Linked DNA regions of Macaca mulatta: all the other regions are linked to region 1. A link is a contact called in public Hi-C data. All regions are on one chromosome and are shown on one strand. Each heading gives the region's core, a stretch centred on a gene start, on an enhancer-like site or on the middle of the called end of the contact. The rest is flanking DNA. Distances are from core to core; before and after follow the strand shown. Region 1 overlaps ZNF217 (zinc finger protein 217). Region 2 overlaps BCAS1 (brain enriched myelin associated protein 1). Region 3 overlaps LOC144332193 (a long non-coding RNA gene).

Region 1 (2,563 bases), core at 30-2,529:
TGCTTCTTAACTGGGATGATTTGCTCCCAGTCAGTATCTGGCAATGTCTGGAGGCATTTTGGTTGTTATACTGTGTGTGGGGGTGTGTGCATGCACGTGTGCTTGTGTGCCTACTGGCATCCAGTGGGCAGAGGCCAGGGACACTGCTCAGTATGGTACAATGCACAGGACAGCCCCATCATCAAAGAATTATCTGGTCCCAAGTATCAATAGTTTCATCATTGAGAGACCCTAGCCTTCACGTAAGGTTTTCTGGTGTTCCTGATCTTATCTGTAGTGAATTTCCAGTGGTCATAAGAGGTACTGGGAGTGATGATCAACTAGAGCCAGGAATATTACTTGGGCAGCCATTTGGTGCTGTCCGAAACCCTATCCATTCTGTCTGGCAAGCTGGTATCCATTAATAGGTACTTCAAGAACCCAAATGATTTGTCATAAAATACAAGGAATGTGGGCACACCAAGACATTTTTAAGAAAGCTCATTTGCTCAGCAAAATTTTCAGTGTACTAACAGCATTTATAGAAACAGAAGGCGATCACTGAAGGCATGCTCACATAATATTCCTGAACCTTGGTGGGCGTTATCTAGGGCAGAGGATTCCACCTGTGTTTGGAGTTGTGCCCATCCTCATTGTAGCCAGAGCTTCTCCTATCAGAGTTTAATATTTTGTTTGAATAGAGGATCCTGCTGCTTCAAACAGTTGGAAAAGACCCCTGATGGGCAGGCCATAATTGACAAGTGAATGATGAGAACATGAATTGGTCTTGGGGAAGCCTTTATTAAAGTGGTCCTCGGTTCAAACAAGTTCCTCCTCCTCTCAGTGTAACTTGGCTGTGTGTGTGAATTCTTTGGAGAACTGTGTATATGAGACCCACGGTGAATTTGCCCACACAGTTGATCAGACTCGTCCTTCACCTGCTCTTCAGGCAGTGCCAGTTCCTTTTTTGATCATGTGATTGACATGAGAACTGTAGTCTGTGTATCACATCTTTAGAATGTTTTTGAGTTTCCTGGGACACAGGAAACCTAGCACTTAGCATACTACAAATCTGATGTCTTACTGGCATCATAAAAAGAGGCTTTAAACACAGACTCCAGTTAGCGAAGTGGTTTCTGCTAGTGCCGGTACTGTTGAAGGGGCCTTGTGAGATGCCCCAGTGCCCTGAAAGAAATGAAAAGACCGGTTACTGGTGGGTGGTGTGGAAAACATGGGCTAGATCATCAGGCAGGACCGAATGCCTGGCTGTGGGTGGAAGCACCACAGCTTGGCACTGAGTTCTCGTTCTACCACTGCATTGTTTTGTGACTAATTATGAGTTGCTTAACCTTTCTTTGCCACTGTTTCCCTGTTTGCAAAATGGTTCATTGACCCTTGTCTTCCACCTCCCAAGGACAATTTGAACAGCCTATTTGTAAAAAGATCACAGTCCTTTAAAAAATATAACTGTAAAGTCAGAGGTGATGCTTGAAAGAGCAGGAATCAGGTAGATGTGGAAATGTCACGTCCTTTGTTCTAAAGAAAAGGCATTTCATAGCTTTTTGGATATGACGCAACATACCATAAATCCTGACACATAGTTGGGAGTCGGAAATTGCAAGAACACCCAGTTATAAACCCAGCTAGTTTGGGTATGCTTGTAAGAAAAAAAAGCTGGCCATTCTGTTTTTGGGGAATTGATTTTCCTAAACTTATATTATCTTAGTAGTCTAGATTTATCATATTGTACTATCAACCTGGCTTTTTTTAAGATTTAAGAAGATCAGGTAAATTTTTTTAAGTCTTTCTTTAGACTATAGATCAAGGGTGTGTCTGTCTTACAGGTGGATAGTCATATGATCTACAGTAAGGGGACATTTATTTAAAAGTTAAACATTCATGTGTGTTGGGGGTGGTATTTTAACGGCGGCACCTCTCAGTCTTTTGGAGGGCCGGTGTGTGTCTGAAGTTCTGTCCTCCTTCGAGTGGACTTCACTGATGCACGTGAGACACATTGTCCTATTGTCCTGCAGAGACTGAAGCCAAACACTGTGTCATTTAGGCACAGGTTTTCATTCGTCAGATCTGTTTCGCCCACATGAGTGTTTGTGGACAATACAGCCTGCTTTCCAAAACTTTGCTAAATTTTGACAAACTTTCCTAGGTGCTTGCCCGATGCCAAACTTTCTTTTCTGTTGAAGATTAAGTTGTGCTTGCTGCCCTCTAGTGGTCACTTGTTTAATCTTACCCTTAAACGGCTTATTTTTCCCATGGTGGTTGGTGGTTTGTAATTGGCTCATTTTTCTAAATGATTCTGAAGAAGATCATTTTTCCCCCCAGTATGTGTGTCCACCTTCAGTTTGCCAGATCCTGCCTGCTCACAGAGATACTGAGAACCGGAAGCTGTCCGGGCAGTTCGGTCTATTAAATGATCTTTTTTGTGATTAAGGCAAACAAAGAACTGAATCTTTAATAGTGTACTCTGCTGTACCCAGAAAAAAAAAAACAAAACCACGTTACAACACTCTGAAACTTCAGACAACCTCAAAACAGCATTTGGTGTGTGTCTAGCCTTTTCTAACCC
Region 2 (2,563 bases), core at 41-2,540, 360 kb before region 1:
CTTAAAATATTTGCCATCTGGCCCTTTGCAGAAAACATGTTCCAAGCCTTGAACTAGGCACTGGAGGTACATTCAGCAAACAAAGGGGATGGGGTCCCTGACATCACGGGTTCATATTCTAAGGGGAAGCATGGAGCTAAAAAGTATTAATAGATAAGTTAAAAAACAAAGTTAAACTTATTAAAACTACAAAGTTAAAGTTACAAAATTAAAGGCAAAATTTGCCAACAAAATTGTAGGTCTGGGAGATCACTGAGGGAAATAAACAAGGTCCCGCGATAGAGTTTACCTAAGTATGGATGGGAGGTGTGTGCTACTTTTGCCTGAGTGTGTGTGGGGGGCGGGGTGTGCTACTTTTAATTGGTGGATCCCAAAATTGTCTCTGAGGAGATATGTCTGAGATGAGACAGGAAGGGTTAAAGGTGCCAGACAGGAAGAGAGCAACGTTCATTCTTCCAGGAGGAGGGGACAGCCCTGGCAGAGGCGTGGGGGTGGGAATGAGCTTAGTGAGCTTAGTACATTTCAGGAAGAGAAACGAGGCCCTGGTTGCTGCGGGTGGAGAGGTAGGGTGGGGGAAGAATGGTGGAAGTAAGATTGGAGCCGTGGGCTGGGACCTGCTCGTGCAGGCTGTACAGGCTGTGCACGGAATGGGGACATAATCCTACCTGAGCAGGGAAGCTACTCACAGATATTAAGTAAGAAGTCTTGGCCCCTGTTGATAACATTCAAAGATTTTATTTTGCTGCTGTGCTGGAGAATGGCTGTTGAAGGTCATTAGGAGCTAGTTAATACAGGTCATGTTTCCTGGGAGAGCTGATGGAGACTGGCCTGGTGATTCCTGAGGAAGAGACAAGAAGTGGACAGGTTTGAGACACTAATTACAGTTCTAGACACCGAGTCCCTCCTCTGGGACCACACTCCTTTACAGACCTCATCTCTTTAGGATGGCAGCATCCCTGCAGGGTGGGACTGCTTCTGCCACACCTCCCAGACACATAAGCCAGGCCTCCAAGAAGCTGGTCTTTTCCTGAACATTCCACAAGTTCTCAGAGACAGAGTCAGCATTCAGCTCAGGTGCCCTAGACCCCAAGTCCTGCACTGTCCCAGTGTCACAAGGCCTTCAGCAATGATGGAGGATGGAGGGGGGCTTCCCTGCCACTGTCCAAAGACCAAGCCTCAAAGACTTTCAAGCTGGACACATTCCCCAGGGTTGCCCGACTGCCTTCCTGGGAGGGGAACGCTGGCAGCCAAATCTGTCACCGCCCACAGAACTCTAGTGGTGCCTGTCACCCACAGGAAATGAGACACACCACAGGCCGATCCCTGCGTGATCTTTGTCTCACAGTGACGTCCTCATTAGTCAGGTCCTCTTTTCCTCCTTCTCCATCATGCTGCTTGAGTTCTAACTGAGAGCAACCCACTTGGTTTTCAAAAATCTGGAAAGAACTGGAAGGAAGCCCTTGGAATTCACGAAGTCCAACTGTTTGCAAACATTTTCCTTTCTTTTTGAGCGAAGGGACTTTTTTTGTTTACAAAAGAAAATGTCACAAAACCTCTGTGTGTGTGTGTGTGTGTGTGTGTACAGATATATGCATATATGCACACACAGACACATATGATAAAAGTGAAACTATTCTGATTGGTGGAAGACTGGATTTCTCCCTTCCCCTAAGCACCACTTTTTTGATGGCCCCTTTCCCGGCCTTCCCCTTTCCCATTTTCTTGGGCCGCTGAACTGCTAGATTCTGTGCAGTGCAATCTGCAGGCAGGTTTAGCAGATGAACAGAGGGAGGTTTGAAAGGGGAATACGTCTGTCCACACTGGTGTGGGCTGAACCGAGGCTTGTGACAGTCAGCACAGTCACTCCAAGGAGCCTGAGACCAAGGACTAGGTCATCTTGGAGCCTCAGTTTCTGCATCTGTAAAACAGGGTGAATAATAATCACTGTCCACCTCACTGGGCTGGAGATAGAACAGGTAAGAGAATGGGTCTGGTTTGGCCTTGTGAACTGTGAAGTGTAGTCCTGGTATACGAGGCAGGAAAAGGGTTGGATTTAAGTCTCTGACTTCCAAGGTGGAGTCTCAGTGAGGCCAGAAGGGCACGTGTATGAGGCCAGTGAGTTAGGTGTGGTCTGTGGCAACCTGAAGGGCTGGTGCCCACCTAAAGGGGGTGCCAACACCAGCCACATGTTACCTTGGGGAACTGCAGACCCATTGTGGCAGGACCTGTCCATTTATTCAAGAGAAAATAACAAAAGTGGGGAATTTTTATGAGAAAATACCTAATTTTTAAATGCCAGCATCTAATTTTTTAAAATAAATGAAGAAAATGCTTGTACAAGTTCATCTATATGCAAAGTTCAGGCCCGTGGCAGCCACTTGGCCATCTGAGTTTGCTGTTTAGCCCATCAAGCCCCAAGGTCAAGCTCATGGAACCTAAAGGATGGAAACCTCAGGGAAGTAAGCTTTCATAGAGGTGAGCTGACTGGGCAGGGTGGAGCCTGCGTGAACCAGGACCCACGGCAAGGCATGCTGGGCAAACAGAGGCAGGATGGATGGGTGCC
Region 3 (2,563 bases), core at 28-2,527, 340 kb before region 1:
TAGTCCCAGCTACTCAGGAGGCTGAGATGGTAGGATTGCTTGAGACTGGGAGGCGGAGGTTGCAGGGAACTGAGATGGCACCACTACACTCCAGCCTGGGTAACAGAGCAGGGTCACACGTTTGACCTTCAGTGGTCACACGTTTTTGGGTGTTTTGTTTTGTCTAACAGAAAACAAAAAACGTGTGACCACTGAAGGCTAAGCAGGACAGAATATAACTTCGTCGTGTACACTCCTGAAGGTTATATTAATAGATTCTGGGTTACTGACTCCAGAATCCATTTGCTCATTGGTTTCCTAGCAGAAACCAATGAGCAAAGGTAATTCAAGAGGTTACATAAGCAAAAATAATAGTAATTAATAGGAAAAAAGAGATATAGTTTTATTAATGTTGATAAATGCTACATATACCAAAATACTAAATCAGGGAAAGGGGACAGGATGTGATGGATAGCCAGCGACAGCTTCTCTGAGGAGGTGACATGGAGCATGAACCTGAAGGACAAAGGGAGCAAGCCCTGGAGGAATCTGAGACAACAGCATGGTTTGAAAACACCCGCTGTTGTCTTTCTCTTGAGGAACCCCGGAACACGTGCGGATATTAAAGGCTCTGAGAATCCCTGCAGTAAATAACCAGTTGCAAGTTGCTGAGTCCAGTACCCCTGAACTTATTAAAACCTGTGATTCCACGAATTAGTCATCCTCTTCACAGGCTTTATAAAATATTGGATCAGTGGCCAGGCACAGTGGCTCACGCCTGTAATCCTAGCACTTTGGGAGGCCGAGGCAGGTGGATTACCTGAGGTCAGGCGTTCAAAACCAGCCTGGCCAACATGGCAAAACCCCATCTCTACTAAAAATACAAAAATTAGCCGGGCGTGGTGGTGCACGCCTGTAGTCCCAGCTACTCAGACGGCTGAGGCAGGAGAATCACTTGAACCCGGGAGGCACAGGTTACAGTGAACCGAGATCGCTGCACTCCAGCCTAGGTGACAGAGTGAGACTCCATTACAAATATACATATATATATGATCAGGAGCCAAATCCTTGGGGAGCACCTATTTTAGATGTGAAGGAAAAAAGCAGATAGAAATTGGTCCAGAGAAAGAGGTGAGCTTCCAGTGTGCCCTCCACACAGCGGCCAGAATGAGTCTTTTAAAATTTAAGTCAGATCAGCTCCAAGCCTTCCAATGGAGGAAACGGGGAGAGGAGTTTGGAGGCTGTTGCTGTCGTGCAGCTCAGCGATGACTGGAATTTGACCGAGGTGCTGCTGCAGGATGGTGAAGAGTGACCAGATTCTGGATCTATTTGGGAGATGGAGAGGGTGGGGTTTGCTGTTGGACTGGATGAGGGTAGGAGACAAAGGCAGGAGCCCAGGTTGATGACGAAGGACTCAGGGCTCTGAATCAGGAGTGGCTGATTTATGCTGCGTAGTTAGCATTTTGGAAAGGTAGGGGTGTGTGTACGATGCAGTCAGACGGTAGTCAGAGCATTTACATACGTGAGTCAACCTGGGAGTGAACTTGTGTCCAACTGAACATGAAGCAATTATTCAAAGTTGGTTTCCGGAATATTCCCAGGGTGAAATAACTTCCTGTGTTTATCACTGCCTTCTCAGTTTAAGTGCTTGCTTGTCTAGTGAACTGAGTTAGCCTTGTCTGTTGAAACTTGGAGTGGTGGGCATGCAGGAAAAATTCTGTGAAAATTTCAGGAAACTGACAGACACTTCTGAAAGAAAAGAAAGTGAACAACATTATCCCTGGCCTTTTTTTTTTTTTTTTTTTTTTTGAGACAGACTCTCGCTCTGTCACCCAGGCTGGAGTGCAGTGGCCGATCTCCGCTCACTGCAAGCTCCGCCTCCCGGGTTCACACCGTTCTCCTGCCTCAGCCTCCTGATAGCTGGGACTACAGGTGCCTGCCACGACTCCCGGCTAATTTTTTGTATTTTTAGTAGAGACGGGGTTTCACAGTGTTAGCCAGGATGGTCTCGATCTCCTGACCTCATGATCCGCCCGCCTCGGCCTCCCAAAGTGCTGGGATTACAGGTGTGAGCCACCAGCCTGGCCTCCTGGCCTCTTTTATGAGAGGGGAATTGATTGATTTATTCAGTGCCTGATCGAGTATTGCCTGTGAGTAAATATTTAGGGGAGTGATAAATTAAGAAAAGCGCAGAACACCCCAGTGTAATGGAAGGGAGCCACTCCAAAGGCCAGATGTCGAGAAAATACTATGGGAGCTGCCACGTGCATAATTGAGTTGCAGACCCTTGTGTGATATGCTTGAAGTCTTGGTTAAGAACGTGGAATCGGGCCGGGCGCGGTGGCTCAAGCCTGTAATCCCAGCACTTTGGGAGGCCGAGGCGGGTGGATCACGAGGTCAGGAGATCGAGACTATCCTGGCTAACATGGTGAAACCCCGTCTCTACTAAAAATACAAAAAAATTAGCCGGGCGTGGTAGCGGGCGCCTGTAGTCCCAGCTACTTGGGAGGCTGAGTCGGGAGAATGGCGTGAACCCAGGGGGCGGAGCTTGCAGTGAGCCGAGATCGCGCCACTGCACTCCAGC

Evidence for each region. A called contact is a pair of places that touch in the nucleus more often than the background predicts.
Region 2: a Hi-C map of CD4 T cells shows a contact between it and region 1, with 4 times the contacts expected there. The contact joins two enhancer-like sites. A contact is called at or near these places in 8 of 14 Hi-C or Micro-C datasets (CD4 T cells, blood, cortical neurons and 4 more).
Region 3: a Hi-C map of fetal cortex germinal zone shows a contact between it and region 1, with 4 times the contacts expected there. The contact joins two enhancer-like sites. A contact is called at or near these places in 9 of 14 Hi-C or Micro-C datasets (CD4 T cells, blood, cortical neurons and 5 more).

The regions. Positions count from the first base shown.
Region 1 is chr10:106,412,042-106,414,604 of T2T-MMU8v2.0, reverse strand. The region is part of intron 3 of ZNF217 (zinc finger protein 217); the gene reads left to right. Among named protein-coding and RNA genes, the nearest start is that of ZNF217, 29 kb to the left of the region's middle. Within about 2 kb of position 1,279, at least 7 of the 40 cell types and tissues checked have an H3K27ac peak or open chromatin away from gene starts, as enhancers often do. A contact at or near this core is called in CD4 T cells, where this site is marked.
Region 2 is chr10:106,776,203-106,778,765 of T2T-MMU8v2.0, reverse strand. The region is part of intron 9 of BCAS1 (brain enriched myelin associated protein 1); the gene reads left to right. Among named protein-coding and RNA genes, the nearest start is that of BCAS1, 120 kb to the left of the region's middle. Within about 2 kb of position 1,290, at least 12 of the 40 cell types and tissues checked have an H3K27ac peak or open chromatin away from gene starts, as enhancers often do. A contact at or near this core is called in CD4 T cells, where this site is marked.
Region 3 is chr10:106,754,080-106,756,642 of T2T-MMU8v2.0, reverse strand. LOC144332193 (a long non-coding RNA gene) reads right to left here. Exons shown (of 3, transcript XR_013400056.1): 3 at 1-1,728. Among named protein-coding and RNA genes, the nearest start is that of BCAS1, 140 kb to the left of the region's middle. Within about 2 kb of position 1,277, at least 5 of the 40 cell types and tissues checked have an H3K27ac peak or open chromatin away from gene starts, as enhancers often do.